3 separate regions of the Pan troglodytes genome follow, and regions 2 and 3 are each linked to region 1. A link is a contact called in public Hi-C and HiChIP or PLAC-seq data. All regions are on one chromosome and are shown on one strand. The core of a region is the stretch at or near the end of the contact, and the rest is flanking DNA. Distances in the headings are between cores, read along the strand shown.

Evidence for each region. Hi-C and Micro-C count contacts between places; a contact is called where the count stands out from the background. HiChIP or PLAC-seq counts read pairs in DNA pulled down with a chosen protein or histone mark.
Region 2: an H3K4me3 HiChIP or PLAC-seq map of stem cell-derived excitatory neurons shows a contact between it and region 1, with 15 times the contacts expected there. The contact joins the promoter of DMAC2L here to the promoter of MAP4K5 in region 1. A contact is called at or near these places in 5 of 7 Hi-C or Micro-C datasets (blood, induced pluripotent stem cells, a lymphoblastoid cell line and 1 more), 1 of 1 datasets of contacts at active chromatin or transcription factors (stem cell-derived excitatory neurons) and 1 of 1 other capture datasets (stem cell-derived neural stem cells).
Region 3: a contact with region 1 is called in a Hi-C map of stem cell-derived neural progenitor cells, with 3 times the contacts expected there. The contact joins the promoter of CDKL1 here to the promoter of MAP4K5 in region 1. A contact is called at or near these places in 1 of 7 Hi-C or Micro-C datasets (stem cell-derived neural progenitor cells) and 1 of 1 datasets of contacts at active chromatin or transcription factors (stem cell-derived excitatory neurons).

The regions. Positions count from the first base shown.
Region 1 is chr15:48,546,325-48,550,877 of NHGRI_mPanTro3-v2.0_pri, forward strand. It overlaps MAP4K5 (mitogen-activated protein kinase kinase kinase kinase 5), which reads right to left and starts at 1,787. Exons shown (of 31, transcript XM_063793369.1): 1 at 1,650-1,787. The coding sequence starts at 1,757. ATL1 (atlastin GTPase 1) reads left to right here and starts at 2,198. Exons shown (of 14, transcript XM_522849.8): 1 at 2,198-2,583.
Region 2 is chr15:48,326,185-48,330,737 of NHGRI_mPanTro3-v2.0_pri, forward strand. It overlaps DMAC2L (distal membrane arm assembly component 2 like), which reads left to right and starts at 2,250. Exons shown (of 5, transcript XR_010151112.1): 1 at 2,250-2,319. It overlaps L2HGDH (L-2-hydroxyglutarate dehydrogenase), which reads right to left and starts at 2,084. Exons shown (of 11, transcript XM_009427791.4): 1 at 1,945-2,084. The coding sequence starts at 2,084.
Region 3 is chr15:48,410,767-48,415,319 of NHGRI_mPanTro3-v2.0_pri, forward strand. CDKL1 (cyclin dependent kinase like 1) reads right to left here and starts at 2,653. Exons shown (of 11, transcript XR_010151105.1): 1 at 2,564-2,653; 2 at 1,044-1,668.

The DNA of each region.
Region 1 (4,553 bases), core at 537-3,036:
ATAATCTTTGCTTTTTCCCAGGCATGAATAAAATCCTGCTCCAGAGTTGCTTTAGTTACTATATCTATGAAGAAAAAGGGTGGAGGTCTTAAGATCTTTATGGGAAAAACACTCCTAAAACTTTATTGTAGTAGGGAGAAGAGAATATATACAAGTAGAATTTATACTATTGTAAATTAACATGAACTAAATTGAACTCGTCTAACACACAGTGAATCATAAGACAAAGATGACTAAAAAATGAGACTGAGAAAGGAAATAGGAATTTCAATTTTCTAAAGAGCATTCCACAAAATGGCTAATCCCTGGATAAACAACTAAGTTAACTACCTCTAATTTTACATAAAGAAGAAGAGGATTGTTACAAACATACACTTTGAGTTCGAAGGTATTCACAAGGTAAGAGCCAGAACCTTGCTCACAATTCATCACCTCAGTACCTCTACCAGTGCCTGGTACAGAAGACTCAAATGCTTGTTTAAGGAATAAAAAGCCTATCCATTACAGTCTATCTCAGTAGAATCAAACAGTGCTAGGGCTATAATACCACTACCTTGAAATGCTAATATTAATTGGGAGGAAATTAAAAGTAAGTAAAAAGAGGGGAACCACCTGTGCAAAACAACAAGCTAACCCCAGAGGAATCTACTGGTTAATTACCCAAATGACACAAAACCACTTCAGCGATATGCAGAAGTGTTGTTTGGCACAATGTGATATATATCATGATCAAATCCAATAAACAACGCCGTTGCAAAAAGCAAAGGAATTTGCCCTTAATATTCATAGGCTGCACTAATACTCCCTTTTTGGAACACACAACAAAAAGCATAAGGCAATCTCAATCTCTTTCCTCTGAACCATTCAAGAACTCAGCGGATTTGGGGAATTGGGTTTGCTTCTCTACAATGTTTTTTAAAATCCTAAATTAGGTGTAACTTACTCTCATCGTTTGTCTTAAGTAATACAAAACAGCACAATACAAAGACAGCAGCTCATATCCACTCTTGGTTATAGGATGTTATAAATCCCTGAAAGGAACCGCTAAAGTAAAACAAAACCCAGCAAGTTAATATCACATTTTTATCGCCAACCAAAAACAAACGATCAAACTTCCACCAGGAAAAGCATCTTTTTATATGGGATAATGCTTGCATACATGTCACCAATATTAGTTTGCTTACAGTTAAAGCTCAGAGACAGAGTTTCATATGGCTTTTTTAGTCAAACTCATCCATTGAAACAATTTTTTTTTAAAAAATGCAAATGTCTGAATGTCAATATTCTTTCCTGTCTATCTTCCATGAAGCATTTTTCCACGCTAACACTAGAGCATCCTTCGGTGTAATTCCACAGGCAGATTCAAATTCCCTTCAATACCATAAATAAGCCCTATTAAAAAGCCTTTAAACCACAAAAAAAGTGCAACAGCGGTTTGCAACTGTGTGGTTAGTTCTGCCTGTTGGTAGCGATTAGAACAAGCTATGAGTCGAGGGTGCTCAGAACCGAGTAAAAGGGACCCCGGCCGCTTTCTCCCCAAGAGGCAACAGTAAAAGCATCCTCCTCTCGCCCCAATACTTCGCAGGAAAGTGGCCCCATTCCCGGGACGCAGTCGACCGCAGGAAAAAAGCACGGCCAGCCTCACTTACCTTATAGACGTCCCCGTAGGTGCCGCTGCCGACCCTCTGGACGAGCTCGTAGTCCTGCTGCGGGTTCCGCCTCAGGATGTCCGCGGCAGGCCGCAGCGGGGCCTCCATCTTCACTTAGGGCCCGGCCCCCGCCAGCTCACCCCGCGGCTCCCGGATTCCCGCTAACAAGCACGAACGGCGCCGCTTCCCAACATGGAGCCTCCGCCCGCAGCTCCGTCTGCACGAGGGACGAGCAAAGGCTGGTTGGCGTCGCAGGCTACGACCCCCAGCGGCCGCGCCCTCGCGGCCCGGCCCCTTCCCTTCCGTCCCGCCAGGGGCCGTGGAAGAGAAAGGGGCCTGGAAGGGCCCCCGGCGCCCCGTATCCCCGTTCGGTCTGCGGCCCTTCCCCCTCCCCGGCCGCCCGCGAACTGCCCGACGAGGCCTCCCCGCCAGCCGGGGCCCAGGGCCGGCTCGGTACCTAATGGGGGCGGCCCCGTCTTTGTTGAGCGCGGAGCCCGGGACCTACTTCCTAGACCGCACCCGCGTCCTCCTCCCCCGCGCCGGCCGGCAGCTCCGGGTTTGCCGTCGCCGCCGCCGCCACTCAGCCGCTGCACGGCGCGTCCTCTCGGGGGCGGCGGAGGCGCGTACAGTCGCCGCCGCCGCCGCCGCCGCCGCACCACGTTCCCCACCCGGGGCTGCGTCACCGGGAGACACGTTCCCAGCCAGCATGGGTCGGCGCCCAGCGGCCCGCCCGAGCACTCCGGCCGCAGAACCAGAGTGCCGCCCTGAGGCCTGCTGAGAACACAACACCCTCCCGACCGCGCCACCGCGCCCCCCTAGCCGGGCGCGTCCTTGCAGGGCCTGGGCTGTCTCCCTCCCACTCTCAGAAATAAGGCACACCCCTGGGCATTCGTGGGCCAACGGGCCTTGGCTAAACCGTCCCCACATTTGTCAGGTAGGCCTGTAGGGTGACGGGTAGAGGAAGAAGGGCGATGGGAACGTAGCCCTCCAAGTTAAACACGGAAAGGGTACGTTAAGGGCACCGGGCCAGAAGTAACCTGGCAGCGGGGCGCCGGGGAAGGAGGTGGGGGAGTGCCAGGTTAACTAAGTCCCGGCACACCCTACTGCACCTTCCTGTTTTGCAAACCATTCCCGGTGGTACCAGTTTGAGGCTGCACTGCACACCTGCACAACCTGCCTTCTACTTAGTTCTTCTGAGACATTTCTGAAAGTCTGAATTCCTAGGACTGCTCAATGACCTTTGTCCCTGTTGGGCACATGCAGTGTCTCATCGCTGGTATTGCACCTTTAATGAGATCAGGAGTTCCGCAAAAGTAAAACAAAGGGGTCACAGACTGGTTCTGGTTCTACCACTTCCTCAGTATGTGCTCTGGGACAAAACAGCATATTTGGCAACATCTCGGTGTCCTTATCTGCAGCTTAAAGAGGGTAAGATTTTGCATCTGACACCCAGGAAAGTGTTTATAAAGCGTTTTACAGGATTGTAAAGGGGGTTATCGAATATAAGAGGTCTTAAAATACTTAACAATGCACAGCATATATGGAACAGGAGTTCGGGGAAGTAATTTGGCTGATATTTCACAAGCTGTTTTGCAGTTTCAGTTCCAGTCTTGCTCTGAAGGTAGAAATTAAGTTGCCAGTGTTACATTATACTGGCTAAGTTATTTCTAGAGCCTCATAGAGAATTTGAACAGAAAAGCCAGATAACACTCAGCCACTGCATTTAGTGACTGAAACATCATAAAAGAGCAAGTTGGAGATGTTGGCATGTGGCTTTGAACACCCAATTTTTAATTCTGTTCTTGAGAATTAAAATACTCCTTATTGTTGATAATTGTATAATGTATAATAAGGAGTAATTGACAATACTCTTTATTGTTGATAATTGTATAATGTAGAAATTAAATTCGCACCTTAACAGGACAGGGCATATATGTATTTTCTTGTGCTCCACACACAAAGGGCACTTATTTGGGGAACATAAGTAAGCCCAGACTTACATGCTCCATGGACAAAGCCTATGTGTTTGCTGCATTGAAAAAATTGTTGAAGAACAGTTCCTTCTTTCAAAGATTCTTGGCACTTGTTTTGGTGGGCACATACTTTTGGCTTCGATGACTCAAAATCTCTTCAAATGTTCTATTGGTATCTTAGCACTTGTTTACTGTCATAGATTCATTTGAGATTTTTTTCCTCTGGCCATATAAGCACTGATCCTTTATCTAGTCTGAAATATATTTATTCTTACATGTTTACACTTGTGTTACTCCAGGGAATTTCAGGCAGCACACAGAAAACACTTACTATAAAACAAGATAAAAATAAGTGGGCAAACTAGTATGAAGTTAAAGAGAAGGAAAATACGAAACCAGAACAGTGTGACAACTCGGCCAACCAGAGGATTTTATAGTGTTTTTGAGATCAAGAGTAACCAATTGATCAAGAAGAGGCATATATTTTCCTAATGCAAAGACTTCCAAAAATTTTATTTAATGAGCCTTCTTCATAAAGTAGAAACTGAATGCCCAGTTTGAGACGAGGACAAATATCCTGACAATCCTTTAAGCATGTTATTCTTGAAATACAGCATTTAAAATGAATTAGGCAGTGAAATGTTTGAGGTCATAGGCTTCAACAAGACCCTGGAGTGCAGATATTTTATGTTGCCAGTAATGGCAGATCCATATGCTTTGACCATCAACCTAGAGGCAGATAGCATGGAAAAAGTCAAGACTCTATGTGGTGGTTAAAAAGTCAAGACTCTATATGTCTGCTATAATCATTATTTTACTTGTACTGCAATTCATGCAAAGAGGAAAACATTTGTTTTATACTAACTCCAAAAGAATCTTAAGGATTTTAAAAATACTGGTTGAGTTAATTTTAACAAGATCAGTGAAGTGG
Region 2 (4,553 bases), core at 1,000-3,499, 220 kb before region 1:
CACACACACACACATGAATATATGTAAAACTGATGAAAGCTGAACAATGTCCATGGATTTTGCCAATATCAATTTCCTAGTTTTGATATTGTACTATAGTTATATAAGATGTTTTCATTGGGGTAAATGGGGTGAAGGGTACATGGGATCTCTTTGTACTGTTTATTTATTTTTATTTTTTATTTTGTAGAGAAGGGATCTTATATTTTGCCCAGGCTGGTCTCAAACTTCTGGGCTCAAGTGATCCTCCTGCCTCAGCCTCCCAAAGCACTGGGATTACAAGCCTGAGTCACCACGCTTGGCCTGTACTATTTTTGCAATTTCCAATGGATCTATAATTACTTCAAAATAAAAGTATAGGCCAGGCACGGTGGCTCACACCTGTAATCTCAGCACTTTGGGGGGCTGAAGAGGGAGGTTCACTTGAGGCCAGGGGTTCGAGACCACCCTGGGCAACGTCTCTACAAAAAAATAGGAAAATAATTAGCTGCCTGTGGTCCCAGCTCCTGGAGGACAGGAAGCATTGGGGAGGGGGGCTGAGGAGGGAGGATCGCTTGAGCCCAGGAGGGTGGAGGCTGCAGTGAGCTATGATTGTGCCACTGCACTCCAGCCTTGGCAACACAGTGAGACTCTGACTCCAAAAATTTTTTTAAAAAAACATTTTAAGTATAAACAAAACTTTCACTAACCCTACTTTTCTTTCCTTAAGAAAAGCTTCCCAAAAGAACTGTCTACATGCCCCATAACAAATCACAATCGCTATTACTGGTATCCCACTCTACTCCCCCTATCCACCAACACGCAGCAGCCAGAGTCAACTTTTAGAACATCAACATTTAATCATTAGCCTCTTCTTTTTTTCTTTTCTTTTTTTTCTTTTTTTTTTTTTTTTGCGAGACAGAGTCTTGCTCTGTCGCCCAGGCTGGAGTGCAATGGTGCGATCTCAGCTTACTGCAACCTCCGCCTCCCAGGTTCAAGCGATTCTCCTAAGGCTCCGGAGTAGTTGGGATTACAGGCGCCCACCACCACGCCAGGCTAATTTTTTTGTATTTTTAGTAGAGACGGGGTTTCGCCATGTTGGTTAGGCTGGTCTCCAACTTCTGACCTCAGGCGATCCGCCCGCCTCGGCCTCCTAAAGCGTAGCCTCTTCTTAAAACCCTTTTAAATAGCTTCCCGTGGCTCTTAGAATAAAAGTCAACGTGTGGTTAAAATAAACTAAAAACCTTGCTGTGATGTAGTCCTTCTACCGGGTCATTCCACACCATATGTCTTCCACTAAACTTCAGTCACACTCATATGGCCCACCTTCTAGTCGTCAAAATAGCCAAAACCTCTCCAAGCCTTACAGCCTTCACACAAACTGTTTCTTCTACAGAGGACAGAGAAAGACAATGGTTTCGAATGTGACGTCCAAACTATAAATCACAGGACACTGAATTCTGCGGGCTTTCATTAGCATAAGAGCTGCCTCCGACGGGGACAACACTATGCGGGGTGTGCCAGGAACTGATTTAAGACTGTATTCAGATCTTCCAAGCAACGCCAAAGACTCCAGCTTATAAACAGCATATTTGATTGCTTATACTGTGTGCTAGGTCCTTTTATCCTTCAAATGACCACCTACAGGAGAGACTAAGGTCCAATTCACAACTGAACCTTTAAGGAGGTTAAGTAACTAGCCCAGAGTTCAACAGAAAGTGGACGGGTTGTTCAAAGCCAGAGCTACTCCTGACCTCTACTCTATACACTGCCTTTCCTCCGGCCCGTAAATACAACGAATGAACCTGCAGGTTGGTAGCTCCTGGGATCCGAGGTTGGAGTGCCACAGGACCCCAACCTGCTCTCACCCCGGGACAGGGAAATAGGAACAGGGGCACAGGTCCACCACCAGGTGCCTCCGCGAGGGGCAGCAGCGCAGGCGGCGGGGAGCAAGCGGCCACTCACCTGGTGCAGGCGCTGCGGCTACCTCCACACAGCGGTCTTGGCCTCCCAGACGCGAACCCGCACGCCCCAGGGGAGCCACCGGCGAAACTCCCGCGGGCCCGTCCGCAGGCACCAACCAAATAACGCAGCGCTGCCACCATCCCCTACGCACGCTCCCCTCCCTCAGCGCTCAGAAGAAGCCACTTGACCCTCCACGGCCGAGGACCCGCGCTCTTTAGCCACGCCCCTCACGCGGGGGCCAATGAAGTGGTGCGCCTTCGCCCCATGTGGGAGAGGCTGCGGTGGCCAATAGGCGCGCGCGTCGGAGGGCGAAGGGCCGGCCAGGGTGCCGCAGACGCGGGGACGCTGGCTCGCTCCCTCCCTCCCTCCGACGCTGTGAGTAGAAAAGCTAGGCCCCGAGCCGGGCGGGACTAGGGTGGTGGTTGTGTTCTGCCCTCGCCCGTCGCCAACGCTGGGCTGACTGAAAACCTGGCCCTTTGGGTCGCGCGTCTTCGACCTTCACCGCCATGCGGACATGGGGCTGTGGGAGAAACTCTGGGCGGGATTACGGTGAAAATTCTTGTTTGGGCGGGCCCAGCTGCTTCTTTCTTCCGGCTCGCCTTCGGCCCCGCCCCCCTCCCCGCCCCCGCTCCGGCTCCAGCTCCAGCCGGGTCCTCGCTCGGCCGCGCACGCAGCCCGCGGTAGACGGAGGGCTTGGGCACCCACCGTCTCCATCCCGGCCCCAGCCCAGTCGAGCATCCACTAGAAGGGCGCTCCCTGTCCGGCCCTAGCCCTCGCTCCTCACGGAGGCTCTTTGTCACAGCGAAGACTGACAGCCCGCAGTCTTCTGGACTTCTTTTATGGGGTTCCTGGCGGTGCTATTCATTCAGTCATTGATTGGTCTTGTAAATATCGAGCGCCTGCTCTGTACTGGACCCGGCACTGGGTACCGGAAGAACCAGACAGCTCGGTTTTTGCCACCATTTATAAGTCTGTGTCCTTTTCTTGAGTACTGAACCGAGATACAGTTTTAAATGTGCTGTGCGGTCTCTGAGCAGCGACTCACCTGTGCAGGTCACTTCACCTGATTCCCTTTATGTAAAAATGAGGGCGATGGGCTGTGTAATCTCTAAAGGACCTTCTAACTCTTTAAAATTATCACCGTGCCAGTGTTGCTAACACTCATTCTGTATGCTTGATGGCAGTTTTTAATTTTTAGGGTTAGGACAGCTGAACATAACAAATAGAATTATACAGATTTATTACCAGAAGGACTTCGTGTGCCTCTAAAAATCTTGGTTCCAGTCTTTGGTCACGTAGCTCCAGGAAATCACTTCACCTCTTTGCCTCAGACCCTCCTCAGTGAACTAGGAATGATAGCAGTGTCTCCCTAGTCTTAGGGCCGTCGAGCAGATTACACGAGATAAGGTCAGCAGGTGTTTAGCACAGTGAAGCATTTGCTACGTGATGACATTTATTATGGTTAAAGGGTTTTACCACCAGAACAGTGGTACATAGTTTGCTTTATTTGTTAAAACAATGTAGAATATTGCCTGCTTGTTCCATCACAGATGAAAAAAAGAGATGGTTATTCAACTTTGCGAGGTAATTGTGGATTCCCATGCAATTGTAAGAATAGAGATTCTGTGTACCCTTTACCCAGTCTTCCCAGTGGTAGCATCTTGCAAAACTAGTACCATATCACAACCAGGTAATTGACATTCACACAATCCACTGATCTCATTCAGATTCCTCATTTTGTATTAGTGTTCTCTGTGTATATTTAGTTCTATATGGTTATCAGGTGTGTAGATTCTTGTATCCACCACCACAGTCAAGGTACAGCCCAGGTCCATCACCACAAGGGTTCCTCCAGTTGCCCTTTTATAACCACAACTTACCTTTGCAGCCCCACCCAATCTATTCTCTGTTTCTAAAATTTTGCTATATCAAGAATGTTACATAAATGTAATTATTGTAATCATACAGTATGTAACTTTTATTGACTCTTTTTCATTCAGCATAATCCCTTGAGATATATCCAAACTGTTACATGTATCAGTAGTTCCTTCCTTTTTATTACTGAGTGGTATTCCATAATTTAGATGTACTACAGTATTGATATGGTTTGGCTGTGTCCCCACCCAAATCTCATCTTGAATTGTAACTCACAATTCCCATGTGTTGTGGGAGGAACCAGGTGGGAGGTGATTGAATTATGGAGGCAGGTCCTTCCTGTGCTGTTCTCCAGATAGTGAATGAGCCTCACAAGATGTGATGGTTTTAAAAACGGCAGGTTTCCCTGCACAAGTTCTTTCTTTGCATGCTGCCATCCATGTAAGATGTGACTTGCTCCTCCTTGCCTTCCACCATGATTGTGAGGCCTCCCCAGCCATGTGGAACTGTAAGTCCATTAAACCTCTTTTTCTTCTCGGTCTCGGGTATGTCTTTATCAGCAGTGTGAAAATGGACTAATACAAGTACATTCAACTGCTCACTCATTGAAGGACATTTGAGTTGTTTCTAGTTTTTAGCTATTGTGAATCAAGCAGCTGTGAACATGAGTGTACAGCCTTTTGTGTGAACCTGTTTTTGTTTCTCTAGGATAAGTGCCCAAGAGTACAATTGCT
Region 3 (4,553 bases), core at 1,403-3,902, 130 kb before region 1:
AAACAAAGTTGACCTCCACCATATTCATTACATGTCACCTTTCACATTGCGATTTGGATTTCAGCTTCACAGAAGTTCTGTAAAGTAGTCTCTCCATTAGCGAAAAACACACTTTCAGCTTGTAATAAATACCTTTCCCCCCTCTGATATCATGTTATTTTTAGGGTTAACTAATAAACATTTGAAAAGTGATCAGGCCAGGCTCGATGGATCATGCCTGTAATCCCACCACTTTAGGAGGCCAAGGTGGAAGGATCGCTTGAGGCCAGGAGCTCGAGACCAGCCTGGCCAACATAGCGAGATCCCACCTCTAAAAAATGTTAAAAAAAATTAGAAAGTGATCATTTCACTTCTTTAAGAAAAACGCTTCTTTTTAGAAACGGGACATGATGATGCTCAGCAGTAAATACATATGAGGTGTAATGAGAATCTGTGAGCTTCCTAGCAGTTTGAAAACAGGTAAATGATTAATTCTCTTAATAGACTGAGTATACCAATAGGAAATACCTTAGAAGTTTAAAAATCAACAATGCCAGCAAAATTGAATTGTCTTACATTCCTATACTATCAAATTGTGATGGTCCTTGAAAACCCAGGTCTACAGGTGGGAGAGAAACTATTGGGAAGAAAAATAAATATCCCACAGCATCTCTAAAAGTGAATGCCACCTTACCTGGCACTTTTGTCTCTGCTTTCTAGTTCATTATATAATTAGTGACTTGTGCACAGATATCCCATTTGTGTCACTGAAGTCAAAAGGCTATGAAGTAAGATATAACCATGTCCCATGACATTCTTTTAACATAACATGACTCACTTTATTTCTTTCATCCCTAAAAATTCACTTTAAAGAAAAAATGGATCCCGGAGCAGTGGCTAGAACCTGTAATCCCAGCTACTCAGGAGGCTGAGGCAGAAGCATGGCTTGAGCCCAGGAGTTCCAGGCTGCTGTGAGCTATGATCACATCGCTGCACTCCAGCCTGGGAGACAGAGTGAGACCCTGTCTCGAAAAAGAAAAAAAAAGGAAAAGTGAATCAATTACCTTGAGCATTCGGATTTCCCGAAGGGCAATTTTCTTTATGACAGGGTCATCTTCTGATTCCAGAAACTTCTTGATGGCCACAATCTGACCCGTGTCCCTGTTTCTACATTTGAAAACAACTCCATAGGATCCTTCTCCAATTTTCCCAATTTTTTCATACTTCTCCATCATAGAGGAATAAATCTTCTTAAAATGGATCTTCAGCCGAGAATGGTGGCTCACGCCTGTAATCCCAGCACTTTGGGAGGCTGAGGCGGGCAGATCACCTGAGGTCAGGAGTTCGAGACCAGTCTGGCCAACATAGTGAAACTCCGTCTCTACTAAAGATACAAAAAATTAGCCGGGTGTGGTGATGGGCGCCCGTAGTCCCAGCTACTCAGGAGACTGAGGCAGGAGAATCGCGTGAACCTGGGAGGCGCAGGTTGCAGTGAGCCGAGATCGCGCCACTGCACTCCAGCCCGGGCGACAGAGCGAGATTCCGTCTCAAAAAAAAACAAAAACAAAAACAAAAAACAAAGAAAAGAAAAGAAAGGATCTTCACATAGTTTGAAAACGTCGCTTATAAAATATTGGCACCAACGGACTGCACTAGAGCCCCACCCAACGATGAGTGTTTGTCACGGTCCTAGAACAGAACAGCACATGTTAAGGAATGAAGAGTGTACCCGTGTCGGCAATGGCAACGCGATCAGTAACAGCCTAGAGTTAGCTGCCTCCAGTAACCCGATTTTAATCGCCCGTTAAATACCCTGTAAGTTAAAATGTAACTTGCCATCCTAAAACGAGCCGAGCTGTAAGATAAGCTATCTTTTTAACGTTATCGTTCATCCGATCTAAGACACCTGAGCTGGCTGGAGCACGGGGAGGGCTAAGGGCTTCCCCGGTTCTAATTTCGGGTCTCATTTCCCTGCGGCAAGAAGACACCTCCCGGCTCCCCGCGGAGGCGGCGGCGAGGCTTGGCCGCAGGAGACCAACCCGCGCCCCGCGCCCCACGCCCCCGGGACTGGGAAAACCCTCCCGCGCCCGGACGTGCACCTCAGCCGCGCCGCGCAGCATGGAGCGGTGCCACGTGTTGGCCAGGGACGGCCCGCGCCTCCTTGCCCGCCCGGGACTCACGGCGCCGCGGCGGTCAGTGACGGGCCTGGCTCCCGCCTCGCCTTCTTCCGCCCAGCTCGGCTCGGCGTGGCTCGGCCCGCGATCCCTATGGGAACCGGCTCCCGCCCCGGGTCTGCCTGGGCGGGGCCGCCGCGCCCCAGCTTCCCACCCCCGGCCCGACCCAGCCCGGCCCAGCCCGGCCGCTGTCCCGGCTGCAGGGAAAGGCCCCGGAGGGCCGCCCTCCGTCCATGGGAGCTGTCCTGACCGCGGGCCGAGTCCTGCTGCCGGGAGAGCAGACCTGCTAGATTTGCAAACTTCCGCAGGCCGTGCAAAGCGCAGCTGTAACCGCGTCTGCGGAGCAAGACGCCTGCGCTAGGAGCCCCTCCTGAGCGGTCCACATTTCCCTGCAACAGCCGTCCCCGCACCTCAGAACCGCGGTTATTCCCTTTGGTCCCTTGGAGGCATCTTCTGTGTCTGTGCTGATCAGTGCTGCGGCGTCAGTGAATGAATGAGAGGGAGAAAGGAAAGAAGAGGAAGGCGTGACCGCAGAAATTGCTTAAAGTCAGCACTTTCCTCTACAGCAGGGAAGGTTCCACGGCAGTCTTCTGCTGTGGGACTTTTCTGGTGTGGGAGGTGGAAGCTTACAGAGCCTGCCTTAATTGTTTTTGGTTCCTTTCCCCCTTCTTTCTCCCAACGGACTCCTACTGCTCAAATCTGAGCACACTGGCGGGAAGCGGATGGACCTGGGGAAATTATGAAATCATGTCAGTTGCCACTGGGCAGAGTGCCTCACACTTTATCATCCGTCCCGTTCCCAGTGCCAGCATCAATGCGGGTACTTGTCCTGGAAGCAGTACCCGAGGAGAGAAAATTAACACAGTGTCTATGAAACAGGGGCCAATCCCGTGTCAAGCAGCATGCTACTAAATGTAAACCCAGGAAGGGTTCAGAAAGGAGCCTGGAGCTGAGGAGAGAGGGCTGGTGGCTGCCCTGGAAACCCAGTACAAGGATGGCCTAGAGGTGGTCTGTGAACAGAAATTGTTTACAAATGGCAACCATAGATCTGTTTTCTGTCTCTATAGTTTTGCCTTTTCCAGAATGTCATGAAAATGGAATCAGACTGTATGTAGCCTTTTGAGGATAGAGGATCTCCCCCACCACCCCAACTCCAGTGAGCTTTCAGATGAGATTGTAGCCCCAGATGACAATGTACGTTCAATCTTGTGAGAGACCTTGAGCCAGGGGCACCCAGCTAAGCCATACTTGGGTTCCTGACCTCTAGAAACTGAAATATGTTTGCTATTATGTTTTGGGGTAATTTGTTATGCAACCATATGTATCTAACACAGAAGCCTTTTATTAATAGGAGGTTGAGAAAGTTCACTTTCATTCCTAGTTTGCTTAGTGTTTTTGTTTGCTTTTTAAAATTATGAATGGATGTTGAATTTTATCAAATGCATTTCTTCATCTAGAGGTGATCATTTCCTTTTCCTTTCTTTTCTTTTTTTTTTTTTTTAATTGAGAGGGAGTCTTGCTCTGTCACCCAGGCTGGAGTGCAGTAGTGTTATCACTGCTTACTGTACCCTTGAACTCCTGGGCCTAAGCAATCCTCCCACTTCTGCCAGGCCTGAGTAGCTAGAATTAAAGGTGTGCACCACCAAATTGTTTTTATGTAGTCTGTTGATACGGTGAATTATATTGATTTTTAGATGTTGAACCAACCTTTTGTTCCTGGGATAAACCCAACTTATTTTATGATTTCATCATTTTAATATATTGCTGGATTTGATCAGTAATATTTTATTGGAAATTTTTACATTCATGTTTTGAGAGATATTGATGTATAGTTTTCTTGTAGTATCTGCTAATTTTGGCATCAGGATAATGCTGATCTCAGAAAATGAGTTGGGAAGTGTTTATCTTCCCTTTTATTTTCTAGAGATGTTTACATTAAATTGGTATTATTAATTCCTTAAATGTTTGGAAGAATTTTTTTTGTTTTTTTTTTTTGAGACAGTCTTGCTCTGTCATCCAGGCTGGAGTGCAGTGGTGTGATCTTGGCTCACTGCAACCTCTGCCTCCCAGGCTCAGGCGATCCTCTTGCCTCAGCCTCCCAAGTAGGTGTGCCACCACGCCTGGCTAATTTTTGTGTTTTTTGTAGAGACAGGGTTTCACCATATTGCCTAGGCTGGTCTCCAACTACTGAGCTCAGATAATCTGCCTGCCTCAACCTCCCAAAGTGCTGGGATTACAAGCATGAGCCACTGCACCCCGCCTTCTAATATAAGCATTTAATGCCATAATTTTTCCTGTAAGCACCACTTTAAATACATCACAGAAATCTTAATATGTTGTATCATCATTTTCATTCAGTTCAAAATATATATATATATATATATATTTTTTTTTTTTTTT